2 separate regions of the Mus musculus genome follow, and region 1 is linked to region 2. The links are chromatin contacts, called in public Hi-C maps. All regions are on one chromosome and are shown on one strand. The core of a region is the stretch at or near the end of the contact, and the rest is flanking DNA. Distances in the headings are between cores, read along the strand shown.

Region 1 (2,700 bases), core at 94-2,593, 250 kb before region 2:
TTTGTGCTGCATTCTGGATGTGATGTGTCTTCAGGGCTCACATCTTGGAAGCTTGGTCCCCACTGTGGTGATATGAGGCATTCGTTTCTTTAACCGATGGAGTCGAGTAAGATTCTTATGTCATAGGAAGTCTTGGAAGGGAATAAGGATCCTCTCGAGAGATATGAGCCGATTGTTACAGAAGCCTGAGTTTGATCCTTGACTTACTCTCCGGCTTCCTGTTTCGAGATGAGATCACTTCCTCATGCACACACTCCAGCTCAGATGTACACGAGCTCAGGTTACATAAACTCACCAGATACTACTCAGGGACAAAGCCATCATGCCCTTGAGCACCAAGAACTTTCCTAGGCCCTCTCGGTTTTCTTCTATGTTGCTGTGACAAAATACTTGACAGAAGCAAGTTAATGAAGAAAAGGGTTTGTTCTGGCTCACAGTCTGAGGGCACATGGTCCATGCTGTGTTCTGGCTCACAGTCTGTGGGTGCACATTCCATCACAGCAGGAAGCCGTGGTGATAGGCCCTTGAAGCAGCTGGTTACATTGTGTCCACCCTCAGGCTGGTGGTGTTCAGCTTGCTTTCTCCTTTTTAAGTAGTCTAAGGCAGGAGCCCATGGGCTCACCTTGCCCTGTCTTCCCTTCTTAGTTACACCTCCCTGGAAATGCCCTCATGGGCACACACATAGTTGTATTTCCATGGTGACTCTGAATCCCATAAAGTTAACAATGCAGAGGAACCATCGCAGGCCCCAGGAGGGCAGAATATTTATCCCTTCTGCTTCCCTGGGACTTTTGTCCCAGTTGTGGGACTTTCTGTAGCTCATGGGACATTAAGTAGTGGTTCTAGGGCAGGCAGGATTTTTCTCTGCTGGTTAAAGAACTGAAGGATAGAAAATATCTTGGTGCAAAGCCCAAGTGTGTATTGACACATGTGCTGACCCCTCGAGAAGGGGCTGCTAGAAGGGAGGGGGCATTGAAGACTCTGGGAGTCCAAGTGTGTATTGACACATGTGCTGACCCCTCGAGAAGGGGCTGCTAGAAGGGGGGGGGGGGCACTGAAGACTCTGGGAGTCCAAGTGTGTATTGTCACATGTGCTGACCCCTCTGAAGGTCCACTAGAATACAGGGACACTGATGGTGGTATAATGAGGTGCGGAGCTTAATGGGGAAAGAGGAAATTGAGACAGAAAAGGAAAAATGGAGATTCATTTTCCTTCTATCTCACCTGCCCCCAGCCCGGCCTCTGTAGGCACAGCTGAGGGGAAGTGTGGAGAGCTCCAGAGAGCTCCAGAGCTCTGGGGTTTATGGCATCTCCACCCAAACCGCTTCACAAAGAGCTTCTAGCCAGTGGCTGCTTCCTCTTCACCCTGGTAACACTCAAAACAAAACCACATCCCACCACAGCTTGCAAGGTCTCACGGAAAGGGTGGCTGTGCATCCAAGCGGGCTGGCTGTGGCTCTCCTGCCCCCAGGGGTCACACGCAGTAAGCTGGAACTCCAGGCAACATCTCCCAAACTTGTTTGGCGGTGGTGTATTATGGTGGTGCGTTATTTAAATGATACTGTTCTGTCAGGGAGCCAGCAGAGGCTCACACGGTGTCATTTAAATGGAAGAAGCCGATTTAAAAAAAAAAAAAAGTCTTATAGTAGGATTAATTGCTGTGAGAAGTGATCAAAATTTGATCCATATGCTTAATAAAAAAGTAAACATTGAATAATTGCATCAATAAATGTTAAAACTACAAGATAAAAGGCGTGACAAAGATAGGCAATTGTCAACCAGAAGGCACACAGATTGGCAGAGAGTAGGAGAAATGCACGGCCTGTTATAGGCTGGCATGGCTTCCTACAGAAGGTGATCTGTCATCGGACATCCTACTACTCACATCGGGTTGGGGAGACCCTTTCCCAAAGAGACAATAACATTTGAGAAGAGAAGATACTCCAAGCTGTGGACTCCCCGCTCCCTGCCACTGTCCTCAGCCCCAAAGGCAGGTTCTACAACCAGGGATAGTTTAGGACAAGCATAGTGGTCTGTGTATGCTCTGCCCAGGGAGTAGCACTTTTAGGAGGTGTGGCCCTGTTGGAGTGGGTGTGGCCTTGTTGGAGCAGGTGTGTCACTGTGGGTGGGGGCTTAAAGACCCTCATCCTAGCTGCCTGGAAGCTAGTATTCTGCTAACAGCCTTCAGATGAAGATGTAGAACTCTCAGCTTCTTCTGCACCATGTCTGCCTGGATGCCACCATGTTCCCACATTGATGACAATGGACTGAACTTCTAAACCTGTAAGCCAGCCCCAGCTAAATGTTGTCCTTATAAGAGTTGCCTTTAATCCCAGCACTCGGGAGGCAGAGGCAGAGGCAGAGGCAGAGGCAGGCGGATTTCTGAGTTAGAGGCCAGCCTGGTCTACAGAGTGAGTTCCAGGACAGCCAGGGCTACACAGAGAAACCCTGTCTCGAAAAACCAAAAAAGAAGAAGAAAAAAAAAAGAGTTGCCTTGATCATGGTGTTTGTTTACAGCAGTAAAATCCTAACTAATACCAACAACAACAACAACACCCATTAAAGAGATGCCAAGATGGCTTAGTCAGTAGAGAGCCTGCCTTGAGAGCATGAGGAGTATGAGGACCTGAGTTTGAAACCCAGCACCCATGTAAAAACAGGGCATGGGGTATGCTTGTACTGCTAGGAGCAGGGAGCCGT
Region 2 (2,700 bases), core at 50-2,549:
GGCGAGTGCCCCAGAGCCAGGGGAGGACGCCCTGCTCACGGAGGCGCTCCTTCTGGCTCAATGGAAGTGTAATGCTCTCTGCTTCCCAAGAATGAAGCCCGCATCTCCAGAGAGCTGGCTCAGAGAATCTCCAACAGTGCCCACATAAGGAAGCGACAGATATTCCCAGTGATGGACATAACAAGGACACTGCATATCTCATCCAAACGTACCCCACGGACACGTGCAACCCTGACTGAATCACATAGTGTGAGTAACCTGTAAGCCCCGCGTGCCCAAGGACCCGCAACATCCTGGAATGCTGGGGGCTGCTGGTCATGGAAAATAGCAAGTCAGGTGTTTTCACTCCGCCAAACAAGGTTGGTTGTCCCAGCTGCACAGGATGCACTCGATCTCAACCACACCCCACCCTCCACCCCCACCTAAAGATTTATGTATTTTTTTAAAGATTTTTTTTATTATTTTATCTAAGTACACTGTAGCTGTCTTCAGATGCACCAGAAGAGAGCATCAGATCTCATTACGGATGGTTGTGAGCCACCATGTGGTTGCTGGGATTTGAACTCAGGACCTTCAGAAGAGCAGTCGGTGCTCTTAACCACTGAGCCATCTCTCCAGCCCCCGATTTATGTATTTATTATACGTAAGTACACTGTAGCTGTCTTCAGACATACCAGAAGAGGGTGTCAGATCTCATTACAGATGGTTGTGAGCCAACCATGTGGTTGCTGGGATTTGAACTCAGGACCTTCAGAAGATCAGACAGTGCTCTTAACCGCTGAGCCTACTTGATCTCATAATAGGCAGGATGCATGCTTTTCCCTGATGGATGGTGGCAGGAAGTACTATAGCCTGTGGCTTCAGCCTTTATGAATGCCTGACTAAAATAATTCAGCACCATTCTCAGGGGGGTGGGTGGGGGTGGGGTCCCAGGTATGAGCCTGGCCAGTATTTTATAAAGCTTGCTTTAATTGGACAGTCATGGATTTGGTTTTTCTCCTTGCCATTTTCAGGTTTAACACCTCCACCTCCTCTGTCCTGGGATTACAGACATGGGATACCATGGCCATTTTATACTAACATATGTAAAACCACCTGCTTTGAATTTATATTTATAGATCTGGCTCCTGGGAGCCCTAGACCTCTTCCTTCTGTGACTGCAGTAACCAGAGTGTGTGAAACCTCTAAACTGGGCTGGGGAAAAGCCCAACAACCTTGTTTTTGAGAGTGCACAAAGTCCCCAAGAGCAAGCATCCTATGACAACCCCTCATAGCAATAACCAGACAGGCTACAACAGCAGGGCCAACATACATGTAGATAACCTAAGACATCCTGCAGCAAATAGATAGCCTAGCCATCCTGATTGTCAGGTGGTTTTGCCCCCATGTTTGGTTCCTGCAGATTACTCCAGAAATGCAGTTGTTAAAATATTAACTTGCTGACCTGTATGGAAATTTCCCAAGCTTGCTGTAACCACAATAAATACCCTGTACCCCTAGACTCAAGGCTCTCACGACTGACCCCCTGCTATGGTGATGGGTGAGAGTTCTTGCTCCCAAGCTTGTAGTAAAGACCCTTGTGTGTGTGCATCGGCACTGGCTCCTCGGTGGTCTTTGGGGTCCCTGAGTCTTGGATATAACACTGTGACTGTACACTGAGAAAGGCATTAATTCAAGACAAGAAGTGGATTATTATCAGAGACATGGGCAGGGAGTGGTGCCCACGCTCTCCTCTCAGCACTCAGGGGGCAGAGGTAGGCAGGTCTTTTGAGTTCCAGGCTAGTAAGGGCTATAAAGTGAGACCTGATCTCAAGCCATGGGGAAAAAAAAAAAAACCAATACATTTATAGTATAATCAGTAAAGGGTGAAATTTACCCATGGTCAAAGGCATTCAGGAACTTAAAAAAAAATTATCAGGCATGGTGATAGCAATCCCAGCCCTTGGGAGGCAGAGGTTAGTGGATCTTTGAGTTCAAGGCCAGCCTGGTCTATAGGGTAAGTTCCAGGACAGCCAGGACCACACAAAGAAACCATATCTGGAAAAATCAAAAGTAAATCAAAAGATTAACAATGCAAGAAGGGTGTGGCATGTAAACATGAATGCCAGAGTGGATTTTCCCTTTTTTATGCATGCCTCTGTGTGTTTGTGTGTGTGTGTGTGTGTGTGTGTGTGTGTGTGTTGGTTGGCAGGTGCACATGTACGGGTGGGTATTTTCTGCTGTCTAAATACTTTAACAGCTGGGTCATCTCCCTAGCCCACAAACGACAGTATTTATGCCAGTACCATACCTGCACATTTGCTCAGTTAAGCAGAGAGATTCTTGGGCTGGCGAGATGGCTCAGTGGTTAAGGACACTGACTGCTCTTCCAAAGGTCCTGAGTTCAATTCCCAGCAACCACACCGTGGCGCACAACCATCTGTAATGGGATCTGATGCCCTCTTCTGGTGTGTCTAAAGGCAGCAACAGTGTACTCATACATAAAATAAATAAATAAATAAATAAATAAATAAATAAATAAATAAAAGAGGAGCAGTTCTCACAGGCATGCTCTTGACTTGAAAGTACAGGCTGTAGTCAAGAAGATGAGATCCTGTCCCAGGCTCCTCCGCTGGCCCTGGAATTGAAGTGAGTTATAAAATGGAAAAAAAAAGGGCCAGGCATGGAAATCTCAGCATTGGAGAGGTGTAGGCTGGGGAG

Evidence for each region. Hi-C and Micro-C count contacts between places; a contact is called where the count stands out from the background.
Region 1: a contact with region 2 is called in a Hi-C map of pre-megakaryocyte-erythroid progenitors, with 5 times the contacts expected there. The contact joins two enhancer-like sites. A contact is called at or near these places in 4 of 484 Hi-C or Micro-C datasets (the HL-1 cell line, embryonic stem cells, liver and 1 more).

The regions. Positions count from the first base shown.
Region 1 is chr12:105,970,039-105,972,738 of GRCm38.p6, reverse strand. No RefSeq gene overlaps it. Among named protein-coding and RNA genes, the nearest start is that of Vrk1, 39 kb to the left of the region's middle. RefSeq lists an enhancer at 1-53. Within about 2 kb of position 1,343, at least 48 of the 459 cell types and tissues checked have an H3K27ac peak or open chromatin away from gene starts, as enhancers often do. A contact at or near this core is called in pre-megakaryocyte-erythroid progenitors, where this site is marked.
Region 2 is chr12:105,723,455-105,726,154 of GRCm38.p6, reverse strand. The region is part of intron 4 of Ak7 (adenylate kinase 7); the gene reads right to left. Among named protein-coding and RNA genes, the nearest start is that of Ak7, 19 kb to the right of the region's middle. Within about 2 kb of position 1,299, at least 9 of the 459 cell types and tissues checked have an H3K27ac peak or open chromatin away from gene starts, as enhancers often do. A contact at or near this core is called in pre-megakaryocyte-erythroid progenitors, where this site is marked.